Linked DNA regions of Mus musculus: regions 2, 3 and 4 are each linked to region 1. Evidence: chromatin contacts called from public Hi-C and promoter capture Hi-C data. All regions are on one chromosome and are shown on one strand. Each heading gives the region's core, a stretch centred on a gene start, on an enhancer-like site or on the middle of the called end of the contact. The rest is flanking DNA. Distances are from core to core; before and after follow the strand shown. Region 1 holds the start of Mcm6 (minichromosome maintenance complex component 6). Region 2 holds the start of Ccnt2 (cyclin T2). Region 3 has its middle 110 kb from the start of Gm23056. Region 4 has its middle 34 kb from the start of Ccnt2.

Region 1 (2,957 bases), core at 88-2,587:
CCAGGCTGGCCTTGAACTCATAGGATCCGTCTACCGCTGGCTTGTGCCCAACACTGGCCTGCTTACAGTTTTAAGTATAGCAGAACTTCAAAAGATAGCTGTAGAGCCAAAAGGACGACTAGATCAGCAATATGTGGTAACCAGTATACGCGTGCCATGTCATTTTATTCTGCCTTAAAAGGCAAACCCTTGATTACAATAAGCTGCATGTCTAGCAAAATTAGCCACACACACTTATCGGAGGCACCTATAGTGATCCAGTTCAATGTTAGAAGTGTGGCAGGTGTCAGGAGGCTAGGAGAGTTAGAGAGGCTCTAACTATTTAGTAGGTAGAGTTGGAAGAGTTTCAAACAGGGATCATTGTACAAGTTGAATGCACCTCAAGATGCTTGTTGTACACTCCCAAAAGGTCAAAACTCTTAAGTTTTTGTTATATACTGACATAATCTTTAAAAAGAAAAAGAAAAGAATTGTTTACTATTGGAGGCGGAAGAGTAAGGAGCACACTGGTATGTGGTTGCTGCTAGGTGCTAGAAGCGGAGGGAGGGATGGGAAGGAGGCAGCTAGATGTCTAGAACAATTCTTTCATTATATAGGGCAGAACTCATTTCACTGAACAGTCATCAAGCCATAGATTCCTGTTAGAACGAGCTGGCCCAGGTTTGCTTGCATTGCAAGCTCCTGGTTCTGGGCTGTGTGCCCAACCCTACTCAAGAGGTAACGCCCCCCCCCCCCCCCCCCACCTCCCAAAAAACCAAACTCTGGCCTCACTGGGTTGCGACGTGAGTCCTGCTGGGATTCATTCCCAGCATCGCCCCAACTAGTCATGGCGGTGCACATCTGTCATTCCAGCACAAGCTAAGCGGAGGCTGGAGGATTACAAGTTCAAAATCATCTTTGGCTACACAGCGAGTTCGAAACCCTGTTTTAGAAACGTAATGAAAAAGCAGCACAGTATGACACAAGGGAGCGCTGCGGTGAAGAAAGGAGTCGAGGAGGCTTCGGATTCCCGCCGGGCCGGGGCCCATCCCTTCCGGAGCACACATGGCCCCGGTCTCCGCCCGGCCCGCGAGCCCCCGGAGGCCACTCACTCTTCCAGGAAGTCTAGGAACAGCTTCTGGCATTTCTCGGCCACCTCGTCGCGCACCTCCGGGTGCTGGCTTCCGGCGCCGGGCTCCGCGGCCGCTGCGAGGTCCATGGCGGCGCCGAGAGTACGCGCTGCTGAGGGAAGACCACCGCGGAGGAGAGTCCGCAGCTGCAGATAGCCCGGCCGCAGGTTCCACGCGTAGCTCCTTCCGCGCTGCCACTTCGCGCGCGCCTCCGGCTAGCCCCGCCCTCTCACCTCAGCCAATAACAGGGTAGGAGCTGAGCTACTTCGCGCCAAACCCGTCCAATCAATGGCGGTTCCGTACAGAGCCCCGCCCACCGCACGCACTTTTCGCGCCAAAAGCATACGCCATGAAGCTTTTGCCCATGCGCAATGTAGTCGCACCCACCCTCTGGTTGTTTTGGCTTGAGGAGCTAACCCCTCCCTCTCTCCCTTTACCCCCAGAGTTTATGTATAGACTTTTTTGGGTTTTTTTGTTTTGTTTTTGGTCACTCAGGGTTAAACCTACTGTGAATTGTGCATCTGGAGGAAGTAAGGTATGAGCAAACCAAACTACAGGAGAGAGCCCCTTAAAAGTCAGGTGGAGGACAGGAGCAAAGGCTTAGAGAGTAACTCATTCCGCAGCGGACCCAAGCTTGTTTCTTAGCAGCTACATGAGACAGTCACCACCTTTAACTCCAGCTTAGCGACTTTGATACCCTCTTCTGACTTCTAAGAACACATGTGCATACACATACACTTAAAAAGACAGAGATAGATATATTCTGACAATCTGCATACCATTTGACTTTCTTTTCTTTTTTAAACTGAGAGGGTCTCACATAGCCCAGGCTGGCCTTGAATTCTGGGTTCACGTGGTGCTGGGACTGAACCTAAAGCCTTCTGAGTGTAGAACAAGGACTACCTTGCTAGTAAATGATCCACATTGCCAGTCCCTCCTCGACTTTGATAGCTTAGTGCTGATAACTTGTTTCACCACCAGCACTTTTATCCTGGGCTTCCAGGACACAGTAAACCTGGACCAGAATAAATAAGTCACTTTTTCGAGGCTTACTGGATGTTAAAAATTTAATGCCAGGCAGAGTATATAAAATTAATACTTTTATAATCTATTAGGAAATATACTATAGAGATCTGCAATTGAAGGTGTTGAAGACTTGAAGCCTCAAATCCCTCCCTCCTTTGCCAACTCCAAATGTAGCCTTCACTGAGTGAGAATCCTGGGGCTTTCTAGAGAAACAAAACTGATAAAGACACACACACAGGATTTACTAAGTTTAGCATACAGGCTGTTGTCTGGCTAGCTCAACAGTGGCTGTCTTCCAATAAAAACGCCAAGCAGATGGTGGTTCAGCCCACAAGGCTGGATGTCTTAGCAGGTTTTCATTAAATGTTGGGAGTCCTGAAGAAACAGGTTCTAATACATTAATTGCTGCCTCAGCAGCAGGATGATAGATGGACTTGCCAGTGAGAGTGAGGACAGGCAGGCAAACGCACAAAAGGCTTCCTTCTGTGTCATTTTAGGTATGCTGTCACCAGGTGTGGCCCAGATATTGGATGGGCCTTTTTATTTTTAGAGAGAGTATTTCTTTTCTTTTTCTTTTTTTCTTTTTTTTTTTGTTTTTTTGTTTTTTTCGAGACAGGGTTTCTCTGTGTAGCCCTGGCTGTCCTCGAACTCAGAAATCTGCCTGCCTCTGCCTCCCGAGTGCTGGGATTAAAGGCGTGCGCCAGTATTTCTATGTGTAGTAATCCTGGCTTCCTGGAACCTGATTTGTAGACCAGGCTGGCCTTGAAGTCAAGAGATCCAGCTGCCCTTGCCTTCCAAAAACCACTCCGGGGCTTTTAGGGT
Region 2 (3,187 bases), core at 378-2,877, 590 kb before region 1:
AATCAAAACACTAGCATAGCACAATAGAGCAGGCAGTAGGCTGAGGCAGGAACCCCCAAATCCTGACAAATGAAAGCCTCAAGTTTTAATCACAAACACACTAGCCCTTTTATTTATTTTCATTTTAAGGAATTTTTAGATAGGGTCATTTTCTTTACAGCTGTTTATTGTGCATGAGTGTGCACACGCATGTGTGCCACTGAGCACGTGTGAAGGTTAGAGGACAATTTGTAGCATTTGGGTCTTTCCCTCTACCATATAGGTGGGGAGTGAACTCAAGTTGTCCGGCTTGGCAGCGTTGCCTTTAGCTGGTCGGCCATTTCAACAGCCCTCGTTGGCTTTTTAAAAGCCAGTTTTCGATAACTGACTGCAGTCTTCAGAAAATACTTAAAAACTAAAGTGTAATTTGGTCATATACAATAGGCATTAACTCAGAGGCAGATAACATGTAAACAAATGAGTGGTGCTTCCTTACAAAAAGATGGAAATAAATCATCAGTTATAAGAGACCTTACTTTATAAAATCCTAAACAATTTTTTTCTTAGCTTCTCTTGCACTCATTTGTTAGACTGTTGGCCTAGTATGCCTAAGGCCCTCTGCTCCAGCACTTCAACCAAGATGCGGCACACCAGCCTATAATCCCTGCACTTTGTTTCTGGACAACCTGAGTTACAGCGTTCTGCTTCTCCCCAACCATCCCCCAATCTCAACCCGCAGAAACCACACAGACCTTCAAAACCATACACCCCATCTGGATGGAAGGCCTAGAGAGTCATGACCTCCAATTATTAACTTCATATTGTTTGACAGGTAACTTAATAAGAAAGATATCTGCAGAGTGATGCCACTGGCCTTGTAATCCCAGCACTTCCGAGGGGGAAGCAAGAGGACAGTAAATCCAAGGTCATTCTTGGCTACAAGAGTGAACACAAAGCCAGTCTGGGACACATGGCACATCGTTTTAAAACAACCCATACCCCTTGAGTGGCTTTAGGTTTAAAGTAACGTTTTAAAGGCGCATGCTCCCCAACATCTACTAGCGATTTAAAAAACAAAACCAAAAAACCCAGAAGACACTGTTAGTTCACTGCTAGAATTAGCGTTCTTTCCTAGCTAACTCCTCCGGAGGGTAGCCATTCGTGGACACAGGAGTCAACAAAGCTAAGAAAATACACCCACCAACATGTAAGAAAATGGAAGCTACAGCACGAAGCCGAGACTAGAAAAGCCTTTTCTGACTTTAACGCACCCGCAAACTCACAGACCACAAAATAAACCGTTTAGTTGAAAGCTAACGTCCAAGCCCTATTAGGCAGCCTCAGGACCTCTTCCCTGTTCGCCCCGCCCCTTCCCCTTAGCCCCTCCCAGATCCAGCATGCACCGCGTCGACCTTTTCTTTCCGAGTGACCCCCACTTTACGGCGTCTCCCAATGACAAGAGGCGCAGAGCATTGTGGTCCCGCGGGTCCGAGAGAGAGAAAGGGGAGGGAGGCCGGAAAGAGAAAGCAAAAGACCAGCGCGAGCCGGCAGGGCGGGTCCCTGCGCGTGCGCGTGGGTAGCAGCAGGCCCGGAAAAGGCGTGGCCCACCCTACGGAGAGCACATTGGGGCGGGGCCTCGACACATTGGCGCGGAGTCCCGGAGGCAGGCGGGGAGGGGGCGGGCTCAGGGCGCGGGCGGAGGAGGAAGTGTCATGGCGTCGGGCCGTGGAGCTTCTTCTCGCTGGTTCTTTACTCGGGAACAGCTGGAGAACACGCCGAGCCGCCGCTGCGGAGTGGAAGCGGATGAAGAGCTGTCGCATCGCCAGCAGGCGGCCAACCTCATCCAGGACATGGGGCAACGTCTCAATGTGTATCCTTTTTCTAGTTGCGGCCCTGCGTCCCACACGCCCTGGTCGCGCTCGCCGGGTGACCGGGCCTAGTGTCCCGGGAACATGGCGCCGCTCCCTTTGCCGTCTTTTGATCTCGGGAAAGACACAGAGAAAGCTAGGGCCCGAGCTGCCGTGGCGAGCCGGAGAAAGAGGAGATGTGCCGGGGAAGGCGGGCCGGGAGCCCGCGTTGTATAACCTGTGTTTGGGAGCGCGTGATGCGGGAGGGAATAGCAGTGCTTCCCTGGCGAGAGAGGAGGAATCCGGGATGAGCAAAGCCAAGGGGCGGCCCCTTCCACTTTCGGAAGTCAGAAAAGGCCTTGAGACGTAGAGAGGTCGCAGATGTTCCACGGAAAGTGTTTTCCGAGGCTTCCGTGCCGGCTCCAGGGCGGCTCTGTTGCGCCGGGGGAACGCACGTAGATGTTTCATGTTCTTTGGGTGTGTGGCGCGCGCCTTTCGACTACTTTATTTCTACTGTACTAAGCTGTAACCTAATTGCAAATAATTCCTGGGCTCTCCCTACGTAGCGTATTAGAATAATTTGGCATCCAGACTGATTTCTCTTCTCCCCGCAGACTTTCTGCATACTTTCAGGTTGAGGATTGGATTTGAGTAAATGGAAAGGGGATTTTTCCATTCAAATTGATTTAGTTTTTGGAAACATTTTGCTTAGATTATTTTCTAAACGTTGCATCCCAGCTCTCAGCTTACAATAAACACTGCGATTGTTTATATGCACAGGTTTTATATGCACCATTCCTTCACCAAATTCAACAGAAATGTAAGTACTGTTTTATTGTTTTAGACGCCGAATGTTAAAATGAGTAGATAATGCGAAAACAAGTTAGTTGATCGTTGTTTTTACTTATAAATTGAGCGTTCTACGTTTACTATAAATGTGAGTTATGCAATAAACGTTTTGCCTCGTGCAGAGGAGTGTGTGTGAGAGAGAATTTTATTAATTAAGCTGTAAAGCACAGTGTTAGCCTTTTGTTGTTGGATTTGTTGGGGAGGGGGGTGTTGTTTTGTTTTGAGACAGGGTCTCACTTGTAAGTCTGGCTGTCCTGGACCTAAATATGTAGACCAGGCTGGCCTTGAACTCAAAAGAGATATCTACTACCTCTGACTCCCCAGTGCTTGGGATTAAGTAATGTGCCACCAAGCCTGGCGGAGAAACAAACAAAATGTTTCTTAACTCAAAAAGCGATAGTGTTTTGCTCATGTAAAATTTGCAGTTGGGGTGATTTATATTAGAATAATTTAAGTACTCAAAACAGAATAGTTTGTTTGGGCAAGTGTAGTCCTTGGGAAGGATACATTTA
Region 3 (3,043 bases), core at 3-2,502, 640 kb after region 1:
CACTGTCATCTCAAAATTTTGCAGTGTCTTACAAAATGAATGGATGCCAATCTTCCCACTGCTTTTAGGCTTCTGCAATGAAGATCTGTGCATATCTTGTCTCCCACAGTGGGAATTATATCACATGGAATCTTCAGTGACAACAGATCCTCAACAATGGCAGGGTTGACAATTGTATCATCTGCCACTATGGTGATAAATGTTAAACCAGATACCACCCCACAGGGTTCCCACAATTCGGTGCATTAAGTGCAGAGCTTAGGGACCCAGGGCTAAAATTTCTGCTGTCCCATGCAGGAACTTAAATGAGGAAGGAGGATGGTGGGATGGAGAACATGTGATTCCCCGCAAAGAGATGGTGCCTTAGCTCTGGCCAACCACTGCCATGCTTCGTTATAAGTTCTTCACATTTCTCTAGAGAAATGGAACTGTAGATTTTATATGCAAGTTCCTTGTGTAAAAATATCAGCAACCAGTTCACATTAAAAACAGATTCTCACTTGTGGAATTCGTGTCATTTTGTTTTAATGGGCTGTTTCAGTCTTTCCAAGCTCCTGAATGAATACAATACAGTAATCCAAACCACACAGAGCCTGACCATGGGGCAGAGGACATAGTCAGAAGCCCTATACTCCAGAAGTCTCTAAAGAGCTATTTACAATGTCACTACCACTCCAGCAATGGCCTAAGATGCCACAGGCCTCACCAATGTGGCCACCCTAACTGCCATGGCTTTCATGCTAATTTCAGGTTTCCATTCAGGATCTTCATTGAATCAATTACTTTCCCCACACTGGGTCAAAATTCCTGAGAAAATGACCTTAAGGAAGGAAAGGCATATCCTCCTCACAGCCTCACGGGGCCACGCCCTCCCTGTGGGGAAGTCACTAGCTTGAGGCAGCTGGTCACACTGCATTCACAGTCAGGAAGTGGAGAGATGCCGGTGCTCAGCTCAGCTTCCAAGGTTTTCCTCTGGTCAGGATCCACTCCTATGGGGTGGGGCTTCCCACAATGTTGTAGATCTTCCTGATCCAGTCAACCCAGACTAGAAACTGCCTCACAGATATGCCCAGAAGTTTGTCTCCTATGTGCCTATAGATCCTGTCAAGGGGCAAATCAATATTAATCATCACCCTCAGATTTACTTTCATTTCTTGTTTGCTTTTCTGGCTGGCTTTCCCATCCAAGGCATACAGGAACTCTACAGTTCTTCTCAGTGCTTCCTCTACAGGCGTTGGCACCTTCCATCTGCTTCTTCAAAAGGAGCCGAGCTGCCAACTTCCATAAATACTCTGCCAGAGGCCAGACTTTCCCCAGTGTCTCCATCAAGCCCCTGTGTTTCTTTTGTAGATATCTGTGCTTCTTCTCCTGGGTGGTAGCTCTCCATGCCTGTCACTGTGCATCTCCAAGGTAGAAAAGAGCACATAGATTCTAACCATGTAGAATGTCCTTGTGAGACTCAGCTGTCAAACTGTACTGCAGGACCTGGCTGGAGCTCAATTAGTTCTGCCTGGTTTACGTACTGGAGCACCATTTCCTCAAGATGCAATTATATTTGGGCACAGGATCTTTCTAGTGTATTGGGTTGGTTATGATTAGGACACTGGGCACTGTCCTACTTCTAAATGACCCAGTGATCATAACCCAGCTCTTGATTGTTCTCTCCCCATGCTTATACAGTCTTGTCTGTCTCCCAGCCTGTGTTCTCGTTTGCCCCTTCATGAGAATCAGAGTTGGATCCCTTGTAGCCCAGATTTTTTTTTAAAAAACAGGGTTTTAAATCTTAGCTCTGAGGAGGTAGAGACTTGAAGATTTCTTGAGGCTTCCTGGTCAATAACAGTACCCAGTTTGGTGAGATGCAAGTAAAAAGACAAAGGCTATGTCTCAACATAAGGTGGATGGGTTCACCTGAAGTTGACCCCTGGCTTGTATACATACACACACACACACACACACACACACACACACACACACACACTACATGAAAGCAACCATTTAGATTTAAGAAAAAGACCTCTGAAGAAGCCAATTCCATGGATACTTAAATCTTAGACTTGTAGCCTTCAGAATAGGTAGATAATGTTCTATGGGGATATTGTTATGTCAGCCTAGCAAACTAAAAGTCTCCAAACAAAGATCTCAGTCTTGTGCTACAGGCTCCCAAGTGAAGACTTCATGAAATGCAGCTTGACATCATGGTTACCGTGGGCTACATTAAGGACTTTGTAAAGGAGTTCTAAATAGATGTTTTAGAATGGAAGCATGTATATATGTAATTCCTCTTCTGTTTAAGTTCTTCTCTAGTACTGACATGAACATAGTGGGACTATCTGGCATTGAGTGTGTGTGTGTGTGTGTGTGTGTGTGTGTGTGTGTGTGTGTGTGTATAATTGGTGAGAGTACATGTAGAGATGGAGGGAACCCCAAGCTACCTCCCACAGGAGACCATTTATGCTCTGGTGGGAGAAAATGCCTGTTTGAAGCCTGTGACCAGGAGGCACTTAGGTTCTGTTCTGTTTTGTGGTTAAGTTGGAATTCGTGACTTAAGAAGAAAGTTATGGGTCATGGGAAGATATTAGAGACCAAGTGTGTGTGTGTGTGTGTGTGTGTGTGAGAGAGAGGGGGGGAGGGGGAGGGGAGAGAGAGAGAGGTAGAGGGAGAGAGAGAGAGAGAGGGAGAGGGAGAGGGGGAGGGGGAAGGGGAGAGGAAGTGAGGGAGAGGGAGGGGAAGGGGGAGGGGAAGAGGGAGGGGGAGCAGTAGAGAGATGCATGCCCTGGAGGCCAGAGGAAGCAAGCATCACTGAACCTGGAGCTAGACTGACATCTAGCAAGCCCCAGAGTTTCCAGTCTCTACTCCCAACAGTGCTGGGATAAGAGGTGCATGTATGGCCACACCCAGCTTATTATGTGAATGCTATAGATTCAAATGCAGGTTTCTTATGCTTGTGCAGTGAATGCTCTTACCTACCAGGCCATCTCCCCAGTCTCTATAATGCTAATTTTACTGTCAGCTTTAAGGGCCTGGGCAAGGTCAGCTTTAAAAT
Region 4 (2,962 bases), core at 16-2,515, 550 kb before region 1:
GTTTGTTTTGTGGGAGCCTTCTGGAGGCCTGCATTACAAACTCAGTGCCAGTGCCCACTGGTAGATAAGGCCCCACATGTCTCCTATGGAGTAGCAGTGAAGGCTATAGTGCCAGTCCTGGGTACGCTTCAGAGCACTAAGTACTCAGCTTTAAAGATGTCTCGTGTGGTACTGGGTGGTTTCGTGAGCGCACACTTTGTGCCAACAGATAGTAATTATACAGAACTCCCAAACATTTGGACCTATCTGTTCCCTATGAAGTAAAAACAGAACAGGTTAGGATTTACTTTAGAGAACCAGTTTGAAATGTCATTAGTCACCAAATACCTTGCCTTAAGATGTTTCAAGAAAGTGTATTTTCTTACGATTTAAATTCTGATTTTATTTGCATTATATAAGCCGCTGCCTATTTAGTGCATGGGTGCAACATGATTTGTTGGTTGGATGACTTAAGGCTCCTGCATTATGGAGATGGCTTATTTTGATAACTTCTCAGAAAAAGTCTCTGGTTTGGAATCTTTGAGATGAGACATGGTCTTCCTCTATAACAAGGAAAAGGGCTGACTGTAATTAATTCTCCTGTCTCCACCGGTGCCTGGATCCGTGATTCTTAACTTGTTCTCAATCTTATATAAGCAACAAGTACTTAAAACTTAGATGTAATTTGCCAGAAGATTCTGAGGATTTTTTTGCTGAGAAAAATCTAGAAGCTCTTAGTAACCAAGGACCCTTGACTTCACTTCTCTAGACTCAGCAGTTTCCCCTGCAGGAGCGTTTCCCAGGAGGCAGTAGAACCCACTCACCACATTTTCACAGGAGAAGAGGCAGCCAAGCCCACACTAGAAGACCGGGAGTTGATTGGGTTTAATTCCATGCCTGTTGGTTTGAGGTAGGCAGGTTGAAACATCTGTACTGACCAGAGGCAGAGTGCATTCCCGTTTTCCCTCAGTACTTGATGTTGAGACAAGTGTGCAGGCACAGCTGTAATTAATGCAGGCCAACCGACACTTGGAGGGCAGCTTTGGCCTAGACAGAAGCCAAGTCAGGTGCTCGTGGGAAACTTCTTAGTCGGTGATCTTGGTACTACGAGCTCTGAGTGTGTTCCATTATTTCAGTTTTTGAAGTGTGCTTTGTGAGTCCCCTTTTCTGGTTTATAACCATCTCTCCTGCCTGGTATGTTTCTCGAGGTGTGCTTCATGGCGGAGCAGCTCTAGTTGTGTAAACTGACATCATCCTTCACTGCAATTCCGTAATCTCAAGTCAATCTGGGAACTCCGTAGTTTGTTTTGTTTTCAAGTTTGGAGAGGAAGCCTCACTTAAAATCCTCCAGCCCACAAGTTGACTTAGTAGTTTGTGTAACCTGCTCTGTCCGGTAGTAAGTAGCTTCTCTTGATTAGGAAAACGTCCCTGGAGTACCATTCTGTTATGAACGGTGGAATTTGAACACTCAAAAATCCTTGTGGATAATTGAATGAAACAAGAAAATGTGTATATTGGCATGAATTAGCCATTGAATTTCAGCTTCTCGTTACATAAGGAATATTAATAAAGTTTGTTTATTGACAACCAAATCCAAGGCTGAAACATGTTTTAAGTTTATGTGAATCCAAAATAACAGGTCTTGGGAAAGTGGGAAGTCCGCCGTGATTTAATTTTTATCTTTTCTAGGAAGGATTCAACTGGAATCAGTGCTTTACTTTATAATGTTACTTCAACCTGACAATAATAACCACAGAGAAAGGTGGGGATTTTGTGCCTTTTTTTTTTCTTCTTCTTTTTTTTTTTTTTTTTTTTAATGTGTAGCCCAGGCTGGTGGGCCTCGAATTCACTTGGAACTGGCCTTGAGCTAGTAACCAGCTTCCCCAAGTGCAGATACGCAGCACTACATCTGACTTACTCTGCCTTTTAAATATTTATTAAATACTCACCAGTTTTCCAGTGCTTTCCACTTGAAAGAGAATGAAAGCTATTCATGATTTTAATAAAGTAGGATTAGGAAGTTTGCTTAGTAAATACATATAATGTATATGTTATAGTATACAAAGTAGAGTAGATTTTATGCACTTTATAGTAAAATGTATTTTTTAAGCATATATATGTGTGTGTGTCTCACAAATTTGTATTAGCATTGACATATGAAATCAATTTTTTTTTCTTTTTTTTTTTTTCCTTTGGTTTTTCAAGACAGGGTTTCTCTGTATAGCTCTGGCTGTCCTGGAACTCACTTTGTAGACCGGGCTGGCCTCGAACTCAGAAAATCTGCCTGCCTCTGCCTCCTGAGTGCTGGGATTAAAGGCGTGCGCCAACATGCCCGGCTCGTGAAATCAATTCTTAATACTGGGAATTGAGTAGGGCTGGGTACAGGTTGCTCAAGCACCCCACCTTTGGCCTATCTCAATAAAAAGGCATCCACTTGGCTGGGTGTGTGTGGTGGTGCACACCTTTAGTCCCTCCCAGGACTCCGGAGGCAGGTGAATCTCTGTTTGAGGCCTGATCTATAAAGTGAGTTCCAGAATAGCCAGGGCTTTATACAGAAAATATAGCCAGGGTTTTATACAGAAAAACATTTTTTTAAGCCATCCTCTTTTCTTATGCATAGTTATCCTTGGCCTCCAGTCTAAAAGAAGCTTATTTTAAACCTTTCCAGGTCTGCTTTAAGCTTTCAAGCCAGTCTCTAAAGACAGCTCTTCTATTTTGTTCTGTTTATTTGGGGGTTTGTGGGGGAGGAGGGCGGCTGCCACCACACCCTTACAGAGGTGGAGATTCTGTCCACCATGCAGGCAGTGTGGCAAGCAACTGCACCTGCTGAGCCATCTCACTGACCTTTCTTTACAGATGAATTTAACCACCACATTTCATAATCTGGGATGTGCTGACAGCAGCAAAAAGAACTAAATAAAGTGGTGCTGTGGAGTACTGATTAGGCATAGACTTTGTTGGCTTAAAGTTTACAACTCTTCGA

What was found. Promoter capture Hi-C pulls out the DNA fragments that hold promoters and counts their contacts. A called contact is a pair of places that touch in the nucleus more often than the background predicts.
Region 2: a Hi-C map of CD8 T cells shows a contact between it and region 1, with 2.7 times the contacts expected there. The contact joins the promoter of Ccnt2 here to the promoter of Mcm6 in region 1. A contact is called at or near these places in 11 of 39 promoter capture datasets (the 3T3-L1 cell line, 3T3-L1-derived adipocytes, the C10 cell line and 9 more), 4 of 484 Hi-C or Micro-C datasets (CD8 T cells, muscle stem cells, pre-B cells and 1 more), 6 of 115 datasets of contacts at active chromatin or transcription factors (double positive thymocytes, embryonic stem cells, extraembryonic endoderm stem cells and 1 more) and 3 of 9 other capture datasets (adipose tissue, liver and macrophages).
Region 3: a contact with region 1 is called in a Hi-C map of cerebellum, with 3 times the contacts expected there. The contact joins the enhancer-like site here to the promoter of Mcm6 in region 1. A contact is called at or near these places in 1 of 39 promoter capture datasets (hippocampal neurons), 5 of 484 Hi-C or Micro-C datasets (cerebellar granule neurons, cerebellum, cortical neurons and 1 more) and 2 of 115 datasets of contacts at active chromatin or transcription factors (astrocytes and large pre-B cells).
Region 4: a contact with region 1 is called in a promoter capture Hi-C map of liver, with 2.9 times the contacts expected there. The contact joins the enhancer-like site here to the promoter of Mcm6 in region 1. A contact is called at or near these places in 11 of 39 promoter capture datasets (the 3T3-L1 cell line, 3T3-L1-derived adipocytes, the C10 cell line and 6 more), 1 of 484 Hi-C or Micro-C datasets (CD4 T cells), 4 of 115 datasets of contacts at active chromatin or transcription factors (the 230-238 cell line, the SCID.adh cell line, astrocytes and 1 more) and 2 of 9 other capture datasets (adipose tissue and liver).

What each region holds. Positions count from the first base shown.
Region 1 is chr1:128,358,368-128,361,324 of GRCm38.p6, forward strand. Mcm6 (minichromosome maintenance complex component 6) reads right to left here and starts at 1,338. Exons shown (of 17, transcript NM_008567.2): 1 at 1,092-1,338. The coding sequence starts at 1,198.
Region 2 is chr1:127,772,537-127,775,723 of GRCm38.p6, forward strand. It overlaps Ccnt2 (cyclin T2), which reads left to right and starts at 1,628. Exons shown (of 9, transcript NM_028399.1): 1 at 1,628-1,849; 2 at 2,565-2,646. The coding sequence starts at 1,692. It overlaps 2900009J06Rik (RIKEN cDNA 2900009J06 gene), which reads right to left and starts at 1,518. Exons shown (of 2, transcript NR_045298.1): 1 at 1,392-1,518.
Region 3 is chr1:128,999,064-129,002,106 of GRCm38.p6, forward strand. No RefSeq gene overlaps it. Among named protein-coding and RNA genes, the nearest start is that of Gm23056, 110 kb to the left of the region's middle. Within about 2 kb of position 1,253, at least 3 of the 459 cell types and tissues checked have an H3K27ac peak or open chromatin away from gene starts, as enhancers often do. A contact at or near this core is called in cerebellum, where this site is marked.
Region 4 is chr1:127,806,491-127,809,452 of GRCm38.p6, forward strand. No RefSeq gene overlaps it. Among named protein-coding and RNA genes, the nearest start is that of Ccnt2, 34 kb to the left of the region's middle. Within about 2 kb of position 1,266, at least 6 of the 459 cell types and tissues checked have an H3K27ac peak or open chromatin away from gene starts, as enhancers often do.